Regions from separate parts of the Mus musculus genome. Here region 1 is linked to region 2. A link is a contact called in public Hi-C data. All regions are on one chromosome and are shown on one strand. The core of a region is the stretch at or near the end of the contact, and the rest is flanking DNA. Distances in the headings are between cores, read along the strand shown. Region 1 holds the start of Ccser2 (coiled-coil serine rich 2). Region 2 has its middle 97 kb from the start of Gm25204.

The links. A called contact is a pair of places that touch in the nucleus more often than the background predicts.
Region 1: a Hi-C map of natural killer cells shows a contact between it and region 2, with 4 times the contacts expected there. The contact joins the promoter of Ccser2 here to the enhancer-like site in region 2. A contact is called at or near these places in 15 of 39 promoter capture datasets (the 3T3-L1 cell line, 3T3-L1-derived adipocytes, the C10 cell line and 9 more), 6 of 15 datasets of contacts at CTCF or cohesin (the NIH/3T3 cell line, embryonic stem cells, large pre-B cells and 2 more), 76 of 484 Hi-C or Micro-C datasets (8-cell embryo, B cells, CD4 T cells and 42 more), 24 of 115 datasets of contacts at active chromatin or transcription factors (the 230-238 cell line, CD8 T cells, Th17 cells and 13 more) and 3 of 9 other capture datasets (adipose tissue, liver and macrophages).

The regions. Positions count from the first base shown.
Region 1 is chr14:36,965,071-36,970,877 of GRCm38.p6, forward strand. It overlaps Ccser2 (coiled-coil serine rich 2), which reads right to left and starts at 3,694. Exons shown (of 11, transcript NM_027045.1): 1 at 3,472-3,694.
Region 2 is chr14:36,862,177-36,867,416 of GRCm38.p6, forward strand. No RefSeq gene overlaps it. Among named protein-coding and RNA genes, the nearest start is that of Gm25204, 97 kb to the left of the region's middle. Within about 2 kb of position 2,100, at least 76 of the 459 cell types and tissues checked have an H3K27ac peak or open chromatin away from gene starts, as enhancers often do. A contact at or near this core is called in B cells, CD8 T cells, the CH12 cell line and 17 more, where this site is marked.

The DNA of each region.
Region 1 (5,807 bases), core at 2,444-4,943, 100 kb after region 2:
AAGGAACTATTTCCTGTAACACAGCACAATTAACCCAATGGTATAAAAACTAGCAAAAAGAAAACCATCAAATACTAAAGCCCAGATTAAAGGTTGCATTTATACACCAACCAGTGGTATAAAATTATTTGAAATTGATAAGAAACTAGGAATTGCTTATTGTCTTCTAGAACTAGTGAGGCCTACTACACTATTCGAGTAGTTGAAAACTGATGTGCAAGATGCATAAATCTACAATTATCAACTTTATCACAGGAGTACTCAGAGCAGCTGTTTTCACAACAGGCAAACCATACATGTAATTCTAGCCATGCTATTAACCAGCTGTAGCCCAGTTATACCAAAATCTCACTTTACCACCAGAAGGAACTGTGCAGTCTCCATATGGCAACCAGAGGCTCCCAACACCAACTTATTATCAAGCTCCAGTCAGGAGTGGTAAAGGTCCAGTTTCTCCTATTTTCCCAAATGAGGTGTCACGTTTCCCAGCCACTCAAGGGCTCTGGGTCCCAAGGAGTGGTAGCAGCTAGCGAGGAGGAAAGCACAAACGGACTGCTCTCTGGAACAGTGAGAAGCAAGCAAACAAGAGGTCAGGAACTGTGACACAGAGGTTAGATGGAGACAGAGGCAAGCTACTTGCTTTTTCAGGCTTTAGTTATTCAAAGCTATTTTAGCAGTAAACCAAATGATCTGCTAAATCTTTCCAATTTAATATCTACCAACATAGCCCTTTTATAATAAATATCCATTTCTCTCGTACTGAACCAGGATGGTAAACCCTTCATTAAAAATTAGAAGCTAGGCACTGATGGCTCCTTTCTGTAACCCTGACACTCAGAAGGCTAGGGGGTAAGGTGGGGCTGCAGAGATTTGAGCTCAGACTGAGCTAAGCAACCCATTGAGTTCTGGGCTAGCCTGGGTTACAGTGAGACTCTCAAGGTACTTGTTTGTCATCAAGCCTATCGCCCGCACCCACATGCTGGCAAAAGGGAATGCACTCCCACAGAGGACCTACTCACCCAGGTCCCAGTGCACGCACTGAGCACAGGCGCATGAGCAAGAGCACACTCACAGGATAGATGAATGCAATTTAAAAAAAGAAACGTATTTAGAATTAGGATAGAGGGGAGTAAAAGTAAACTACAAAGATGGCCAAAGGACGCCCAAGTTCCCAGACCTGTCCCTTTCTAGTCATAGCTGTGGGCAAACCCCTGCACCTCAAAATAAAGTTCTAGACTAACCCTTACTGGCCATGGCCTTCATTCCTCCATCTTCAAGTAGAACGACTTTTTTCCTCTCATAACCAGGATGTCATCCCAAACAGTATCAGCTCTTATTTCATCCTTAAACAAATAAAAGTAGTAATGTTGGGGGTGGAGAGATGGCTCAGCAGTTAATAGCACTGGCTGCTCTTTCAAAGGACCCCAGTTCAATTCCCAGCAACCACACGTCATCTTACAACCGTCTGTAACTCTGGTTCCCGGAGATCTGACACCCACACACAGAATAGCAGGTAAAACACCAGTACATACAATTTCTCTAAAAGTCATTTTTTTAAAATACTGATTTTTTTCTTCCAATTTTTCTGGTACTAAGAGAGTCCAAACATATTTAGCTTATCTTAAATCTGCACTCAAGCCTGGACCCTTTCCTCAAAATGCACTGAGTAAATAGATTTTAGCAGTATGTGCTGTAGCAGCAAACATAAGAAGAAACTCAGAAGCCTGGGGAAGACCTATATCAGCAAATCGTTAACTCCTAATTGATGAACTGCTCAGTGCAGCGTGGCCTGGTGCTGCTGGAGCAGTGAAAACAAGAGATGAAATGCCCAGACAAGACTCAAGCTCAATGCTCTAGCGGGGATGCAAGATGTTTACTAGGAAGACAATTCTGGACCCAGGAAACAAAGGAAGATGCCATCGTCTGTGAACTGCAAACAGTCCCATGGAGAGGACATGTGTAACTGTAGACGAAACGAGAACGCAGACAAGCACCAGAAACTGGAAAAGACTGAAGGAATTCTAACCATGAAATTAAAATTCTCTTCTTCACCCACAATAGTAAAAGCAATATGGCAACAAGCAAAAAGATTCTACCTGAGGGAAGGTAGAATAAAAAAGTTCCTGCGCGAAGGGCGGCTTCTGGCTTTCTTGTTATGACGTATTAAAGAAACAGAACAAATTACAGGTTAAGGGTTGTTAAGTATTTTTAACCTAGAGACTGAGGTCAGTGTTGCTGAGAACAAGGAAGAAAACCACCATATAAGAGAAGAGCAATGCACTCTAACAAATTAAGAGAGACAAACATTAATAAAGTCTGGAAAGAAGACTGACTTCATCCAATGCAAACCCTTCATCAACGTTTACATCCCTTACCAATTATACACTATACATTTTAACGCATACTTTATAGTTATCCTTTGCATTAAATTTGATTCCAGTTTTTTAATCTAAATGATGATACTTTAATCAACTGTCTAAATACATATGTCTCACTAATACTTAATGTTCTTGACCCCCCCAAAAAAAATGCTTTTTCAAACGGCTACTCTGAAAAAAAAAAAAAAAGGTAAATGCTTATTCTCATTCATAACCGTCCTCCCCCAGCTTGGGTTTTTTGAGACAAGGTCCAGGTAGTTTTTGCTATTCTGAAGCTTGCTATGTAGACTAGGTTAGCCTGGAACTCACAGAAATCCACCTGCCTCTGCGTCCTGAATGCCAGGATAAAGGCGTGAACCACCTGGTTTTTCTCTCTCCTTAAGTGAAACAGGGCATTCCAATCTTGAACGGCGAAGAGTCTGTGCACTAGTCATTTCCATGGCTAAGGCCTATTTTATGATCAGCAAACCTAATTGGCTAGGTAGCCAGCAAAGATGAATTTGCAATTATTGAAATTCAAAATCAGGCTTTACGAGCAACGACCACCTCAAATGGATTGCCCCCTCCCTTTACTTTGTCAAGAAAGTAGGTACATTTTTAAAAAAAATGTATAAAAATAGACGTCCAAAAGAGGGAGAGGAGGGGCGTAAAGCACCTGAACCTACAGACGCCCCGTAATCCACCAAAGTTCTCAAGACGTGTTTTAGGGCGTGTCTTTGTTTTGACTCAGTGATTTAAAAAAAAAAAAAAAAAAAAAATCCCACTCATTCCGGGCTCTCAGGTACTTTCCCTCACCAACGCGAGCATCCAGGCTTTGAAATCCCAGGGCATCTCTGCCTCGCCCTGATTTCCCGGTGCAGGAAGGCTGCAGCCCGGGCATCCCGCGGCCCCTTCCCGTCACAGCACCACCGAGCAGGGGCATCCGGCCTGCCCGCTGCACAGCAGGCGGCTCGGGAGAGGGGGCGGGGGCTCCGAGGGTCGTCCCAGAGCGCTGCTGGCCAAGGACACCCGGCCCTCCGTCCGCCCGCGCTGCGCCCCGGAGCCAGGCAGCCTCGGGCGCCCCGAGACCCCGGCCCTGACCCCCGACTCTCACCGTGCGGAGGTCGCGTTGCCTCCTCGGCCGCGGCCCGGCTGCCGGTCGCCCAGCGACCTGCCCGCCCGAGGATGGGAGAGAGGCGAGAGGCAGTTCCGTCACATCCCGGTCTGTCCAGCCGCCTGCCCCGCAGCAGCCAGCATCGCCTCCTCGGCCTGCGGGAGCGCCGGACTTCACCGACGCCGCGCCCCCTCCCTAGGCCGGCACCCTCCTGGACTCCGCCCTCCAGGGCCCTCGCACTACGCGTGCGCGGCCCCGCCTCCCGGTCTGTCCTTGCGCAGGCGCGAGTCTCACTGGACTAGACCCCGCCTCCGGGCCCGCCCCAACCTCGCGCCAGCCGTTCGCAGGCTCCGCCCTGATCCACTGACCTTGCCTTTTTACCCCCTGACTCAGGTCTTTTCCTGGCTTGAACCTTTCACTCCGGTCTCTTGGCTGGATTCAAATGTGCAGCTTGACCACAACCAAACCTGTCAGCTCCGGCTCCAGTCTGACAGGAGTGATCTGAACACTGGAGCAAGCATGACTTCCCCACTTTACGTCTTGTTTTGGCCTGACTGTGGCTGGCTATGCCTCAGCCGTGCATACTGAATCTGAGCGGAGATTGCGATAAAACACTGAGAGCTGAGAATTGGAGCTATTTTATGAGGCTGTGGATCCCAATCCCATTCCAAATGCCATCTCTCCCTCCTTCCTAGATGGTCAGACAAGTCGTTGAGAGTCACCATCATGAAAGCCTTCAGTATCTGGCTGTCTATTAAAAGCATTGACGGTGATATTTATCTGACCCTAGACTGCCTAGTCTCCTCACTAGCCCTAACAGCTCAACTGAAATTAATAATATTGAAAGAGAACTTGGAAAGTCTCCACCTGTCCTCCAGACCACTAACATAACCACTGTGGTAGGGGAGGAGACACTAGCGCCCCTCAGGCCATCAGACTGTTGAAACATTATACTCCAAATAATGTTTTAAATTTTAGGTATTTTCATCCTGGAGAAATGGAAACAACACTGAAGGCCTAGCGCTATCCAGAGAAGGAGCTTGCCTCCCAGGATTCGTAGCTCTGACAACTTCTCAGACCACTTTGCAAGATAGACCGGAGTGAGCCGAAACAGTGCTAGGTCAGTCCTATCACACCTTAACCAGGCAGGAGTGCTCAATTTACAACTATCTCTAGCTCTCTATATAGACTTAAACCTCTGGTCAGTACTCCTGACGGTGGACTTGGTGATAACTGTACCCTTTTGCTTCCTCCAATTCCCTATGTGGCCATAATGAGTAAATTTCCTTTTTACCTGTTTCATTATTACTTGTCTCTTTAATTGGTCAATAGAATAATGATAGGGAGACTTAATTTTGTGGATGATAATGTGTATCTTTAAAGTGCTGGAAAAGACTAGGGCTTCATGCAGTATGTTTCTTTTTAGATTAAGTAAATCATTAAGAGAGCAAACACCAGTTCCAGACCTCAGATTCAAACACAACACTCATGCGATGAGGTTGCTAAATATGCTTTGGACTTTACGCTACAATCTAAATTGAGAGATGGAAAAGAAGTGGCTCTCCACAGCTTGTCCTTGGGAGCTAGGCAAGATGCAACTGTTCCAATAGGCTCTATAAAGAATCTGGGAGGGGGCAGGGTGATCTTTCCATTCCCCAAACCAGGAAGAGCTTTGCTTCTCAGAACTGCTTGGCTGTTGTCTTGTGACTCCCTGAATATTTGAGGTAAGTATGTGTTTTCTTTGGCAGTTTGACGTGCTAGGTCACCACTTCCCTTTCTTCTGCAAAGGTAGAAGCCTTACAGAGTGCCTGATGCATATGAATTTTTCAGGCTTCATCAAATTTTCTGTGTTCCCATTTTGTCTTTGTCCCAATTTTCTCACTTCCTTGGTTGGCACCTTGCTTCTATTTCTATTAGGCAAATCTTCCAGTGTATGCCCACAGGATTTTAATTTCCCGGATGACTGTGACAACACCGCGAGATCAATGTACTGAAAGATTATTTTTATGGCTTACATTTCCTGAAAGATGGGGTGCCATGTCATGCAGGGGCATATGGAGAGGCATTGGGTTTGGCTGGGAGTGAAGGGAAAACCCAGACCAAAGCTATTATTGGAATGTATGTGGAAAAGGAAAGGGAGATGCAGGAATATATTGAGGATGTCTAGTGTAGATACTGTCAGCGGATTCTAAACCACAGATACTTGTCTAGTTGTTTGGTAACTGACCGTGGGTTATTTGGATCAGAGAGAATACTGGCTTGGTTTGTGGAAGTTAGACAAAGGGGCGGTTGTAGTTATAGACTTAAAATTGGCTGGAGGCTACATCATAGGATTA
Region 2 (5,240 bases), core at 850-3,349:
TTAAGTCCAGTCTGCTCTAGTAGAACCGGTGTCCTATGAGCGGTCCTCAGCGATTACCCACAGGTCACAGGTGGGAGGCCAAGCAAAGGCCTGGGGAAGATGGCTGGTCCTCACAAGGTACAGCCAGTGTCACCAGTAACCCATCTCACACACTTGCCCAGGTCTGACAGGGCTGTCTGGAAAAGGAACTTTTGGTGCTAGCACCAGGAAAGTCTGGGTCAGATTAGAACTAAATGGAACTCCAAAGGTCACTAGGCTAACTCCATCCCCAAAATGAAGAACATTGGAAGGATAGAGCTGCCCTGAGCAGGAGGCCTGACTTCCTATAGGCCCATACAAGACACTATCAAGGACCTGTATCAGGAATTACGGTGGGACCCTTGGGCTGACCCAGTGGCCCGCAGCTCCCTCTGCTGGCAGAACTCAGTCTGGCAACTACAACCTGATTAGCTATTCAAATTCAAACATCTCTGCCTGTCCTTCCGGATACTATATTCTGAGCGTGATCTAGTCAAGGTATTGCAACTGTGATCTGCTGCCTGCCATCCCGAGGACATTCACCTTCGTGCAATCGCTCATCACAATGCAGCAGTGGCCTTAGTTTTACAGGCATCTCAGTCTCTGGACGTTTCTAGAGCACGAGTCAGTGTTTTTCTGCAGATGCAGTTCTGAGGGCTCCGAGGGCTCCTGGGAAATGTTCTGCATGTGTATCATATCTGTCTGTGTATTGATCCAGCTCTAGCTGACATAAGTGAGAGGGTGGGGAACCCTCTGGGGGCCAATGAAATAGCATCCATTACAGGATTCCTGTCCTGGGTCTCAGATCAAAAACAGGTAAGTCACATATAACTCACAAACACACAGGCGGAACATGACAGTCGGACACACAACACCTGCGCCCCTCCTAGTCTCCAGTGTTTCTGGACAGGTCAACGTGTCTTTAATAGAGGATTCATACTCATTTATTTCTGTGCCAGAATGCAAGCTTCCCAAAGGCTAGGATTAGTGAGGCTTGCCATCCCATAATCCCCAGTATTAGAAATGAGTTTAGCACAGGAACACACAAAGAGAAAGGATGCTATACTTGCAGAGTGGTGCCTAAAATTTCACTTATTTAAAAAAAAACACACACACACACATACACACAAATAAAAATCTCTTTTGTGGTTGCCCTGGTCAGCAGGCCATTGGCAGCAGCCTGTGGTCTCTGGACAATGGTGGGGAAGGGGAAGAAAATAATTTCTCTGAAGTGCTCTACCACCCTCAACTGCCCCCGTGCACCTCACTGCCGGGCCTAGGAGACACAGCAGACCAAGGTGACGTGTTCAGCCAGAAAACAAGAGCAGAGTGCACCAGCTCACCTAGGGCTCATGTCTGACGTCTCTCCTCCTGATTAATCGTGTGTGGCAGTGCCTGCTTGGCCACCTATGGATGGTGTACGCAGACTCCTCAGACTCCAGATAAGGATCACCAGCACCTAAGCCTAAAGTCAAGAATCTACACATCAATCACAGACGGCAAGGACCCGGGGCTGCAGGCCAGTATTGAACTGCTCACCATCCTTCCAAACCACTGGAACTGAGGTCCGCCAGCCTGCCTCTGGGTGCCCAGCCTGGGAAGGCACAGCAGGGCCCCAGTTTGCCGGTGGGACATGTGAAGTGCGACTCTTAGAGCAGGCCCAGAAATCACTCTTCAGAAGACAGCGATCCCCTCCCAAAGATGAATGAAAAAAAAAAAAAAAAAAAAACCTAAACAAACAAGCAAAAACTATGAGGGGTACTACGGGCACCAGGAGATGTGAGCAGCACCGTCGCTTGTTGCTTTGGCCTTTCAGCACATCCTGTTGTGAACTTATTCCCCTCCTCTCGCCTGCATTTGAGAAGGTCTAAGAGAGGCCAGTGCTGTGTGACTCCAGGGTTGCAGCTAGGGTGTGATTTCCAGACCAGCCAGGTGCTCTGCTGCTTGGAAATAGGGCTGTCCACGGTGAGGCATCCGCAGACCTCCACCAGACCTCCAACTCATCCCTCAGCAGGCCCAGAAAGTCACCTGCCTGCAGGTTTCACTTTCTCCAGACCTGAAAACAGTGCGCAAAACTGCTCCGTAGAGTGAGCTGCGCGCCCTCGTGTGGCCGTGTTTGGGAATGCAGGTCTGGCCATGTGATCACACTAATGCAGGAAGCCCCATCTGGAGCAAAACAAAACAAAACAAAACAAAACAAAACACCCAGAAACTCCTGGACACATCTTCGTTGAATTTTGCGGATTAAGAGACCCTTAGAGAAACTGAATTTCTTATAATGTCCCCTTCCTATATAGAGGGCTGCAAGTGGCAAAGCCCAGATTCCTATACCACAAAGTAGCTCTCTTTCTGTATTTGCCAGGGTTCTCTAGAGTAACAGAACATGGAAAGACAGACAGACACTCAGACAGATACACAGACACACAGAGAAATAGACAGAGAGATATAGATATTAAAATCGATACAGATAGATAAATATGTATATGCTATGTGTTGTATTATGACTTATTCGAATCATTTATAGCCTGTGCTACAGCTAATCCAACAATGACTGCCTATGAATCTAATATTTGTTTAGTCCATGAGACTGGATATATCAGCTGGCCTTCAGTATACGCAGGAAAGGACTTGCCAGAGGGCCCCCATCTGCTCATAGCGGAAGGGGAGCGGGAAGGATTTTGGGAGAAGTGACCTGGGGGGGGGGGGGGAGCAGTGAGCAGGATGTAAAGTTAATAAGTAGGAATTAATTAATTAATGTTTTAAAAGAGTAAGAGAAGGCTAGGAAAGTACCTCAGAGACTGAGGTGCAAAATCAAGGTCCCAGGCCCAAGTCCAGCACTGCAAAACTAAACAAACTGGAAAGGCAAGGAGCCCACTCAGGCAAGCAGCCTTCATTATTCCGGCCAACTTTCCTGGGTTTGATGCCACCTTTGATTCCTAGACTTGTAATGTTAGGTGCTCTAGCGGTTTGAATGAGTATGGCTTCTACAGGCTCATATATTATGAGCTTAGGTCCCAGTTGTTAGAACTGTTTGGGGGGGATTAGGAGGTTTGGTCTTGTTGAGAGAGGTACATCACAAGGGGTAGGCTTTGAGGTTTCAAAAGACTCAAGCCATTCTCAGCATCCCTTTGAGGATCAAAATGTGAGCTCTTAGCTGCTACTCCAGCGCCATGCCTGCCTGCCTGCCTGCCTGCCTGCTGCCATGTTCTCCTCCATGAGAACCATAAGAGTCAAATAGACTCTCTCGTCTACAGTTGTCTCAGTCATGGTGTCTTATCTCGACAACAGGAAGATAACTGAGATGAAGGTCAAGGACTTTTCCAGGAATTCTGCTCCACTCGGTCATCATGCAGAGCAGAAGAGAAAAGAAAAAGAGCTGCTGACCGTTTGCTGACAGAGAAGAGCAGGTGAAACTGTGGGCTCTGAGGAACTGACTCTTAACACTTTATATAACACACAACGCATAGCCCCGAGAAAGATGAGCTCGACTAGGGCCGTGGAGGCTTATGGTCTCAATGTGCTTGAAAACACAAGCCACATTTGGCTCTTGAGATTTGAGTGGCAAGAGAAGCATCTTTTGACTCTGTCTGTAGCCTTCTCGGGACCAAAAGGAAGCTTTGGAGGCTGTGCATATAGACCTTACCTGGTCCACTTCACTGTCTCTCTGAACTCAGAAGGGGACTGCCAGATAACGGGAACTAACTCTACAGATACAGGGCTAGGAATGGGGCCATGGCCCGGAAGGTGAATGGTCTTGCAGCCAAGCCCCTGAGTCTCATTGCTGGGCCCCATGAAGGATAGAACTGGCTACCCCAAGTTGTCCTCCCACCTACACACACACACACACACACACACACACACACACACACACAAGCATTCATACACACAAAGAGACAGACAGACAGACAGACAGACAGACAGACAGACAGACAGACAGAGAATAAAGGAAAGAAATACATTGCCAGGCAGATATTTGTTTTGTTATGTTGGGTTTTGCTTTGTGCTTGTTTTATGTTTTTGTGTTGTGTTATCACTGTGATGTTGTGTGTTTTTCTGCATCTTGTTTGTGATACAAGATTTTGCTCTGTAGACCAGTCTGGCCTCAAATCTTTGATGCTCCCCTACCTAGCCTCCCAAGAGCCAGAATTACAGACACACGTCACCACGCCAGACCGTTTATACAACAGCACATTCTTTAGAAGTCACATTTGAAATATTAAAAGAATTAAATTTTTCTGTAATGATCCAATATGATATAGTACACTTCAAAGTGTAATAATTCAAAATTTAAAATGGAGATATTTTAACTTGATTTTTATTTAAAACATGGTGTGGATTTTAAAATTCTAAGACGTCACAGTTCAGAGCAGCTTTGATTTGAATTCTCTGTAGTCACATATAGTCATCACAAGAGCACAGACCTAGTGTTCATCCTTGATTCATGTCACAGAGCCCCACAGTTAGCCACTATGTCAAGGGACAAGGTATTGGACCCTCGGTGCTGCCTTTGACACATAATTGAGCCAAAATCACAGGGCGTTTCCATCTTAAGTGACTGTCCCAGGAAAAAGGGACCAGGGTGGACCAGGGCTCTTCCAGAAATTAAATGAGGAGCCTAGGCTGGCTCTTTCAGTAAATCAGCGTCCACACCACGGTCACACCCAGTGTGCTGTTGTTGAGCGGCTATTTAATTCCAAGACCAGAAACCTGTTATAAACTGTTCGGCTTTTCGTGGACAGTAAAGACAACGAGATGTTTGCTTCCCTATTTGATTTGGACGTCGGAATACACAGGGAAATATTACTCTTCATGAAAAGATTGCTCTGACCCCAGGGCTCTAATTGCATGTATTTTGGAATGCTCTTGATTTTGAAAAGTTAAGAAACTGTTTCCATTTGTGGAAACAGACTCCAGATGCATGCATTAGGAAGTTGTTTGCCAATTTGACCACTAGGTGGCGGCATTATATAATAGAAGACACCAAACTTCAACTCCATGTAGGCCATTTTCCCCAAACTGTAGAGATTACTCAAGAGCCTCTTCAAAGTTCCAACGTGCTATCTTGCAAAACTTGGCAAAATAATACTAAAAGTTACACGGAATTTTAAAACTTAATGAAGCAAGCTATAGAAGCAAGCAGATTTCAAGAGCTTTCAAGTAGCTTTCAAGAGTTGAAATTCACCATGCAGAATGTATGTCAGGATAACAACCTACTGCGGGTA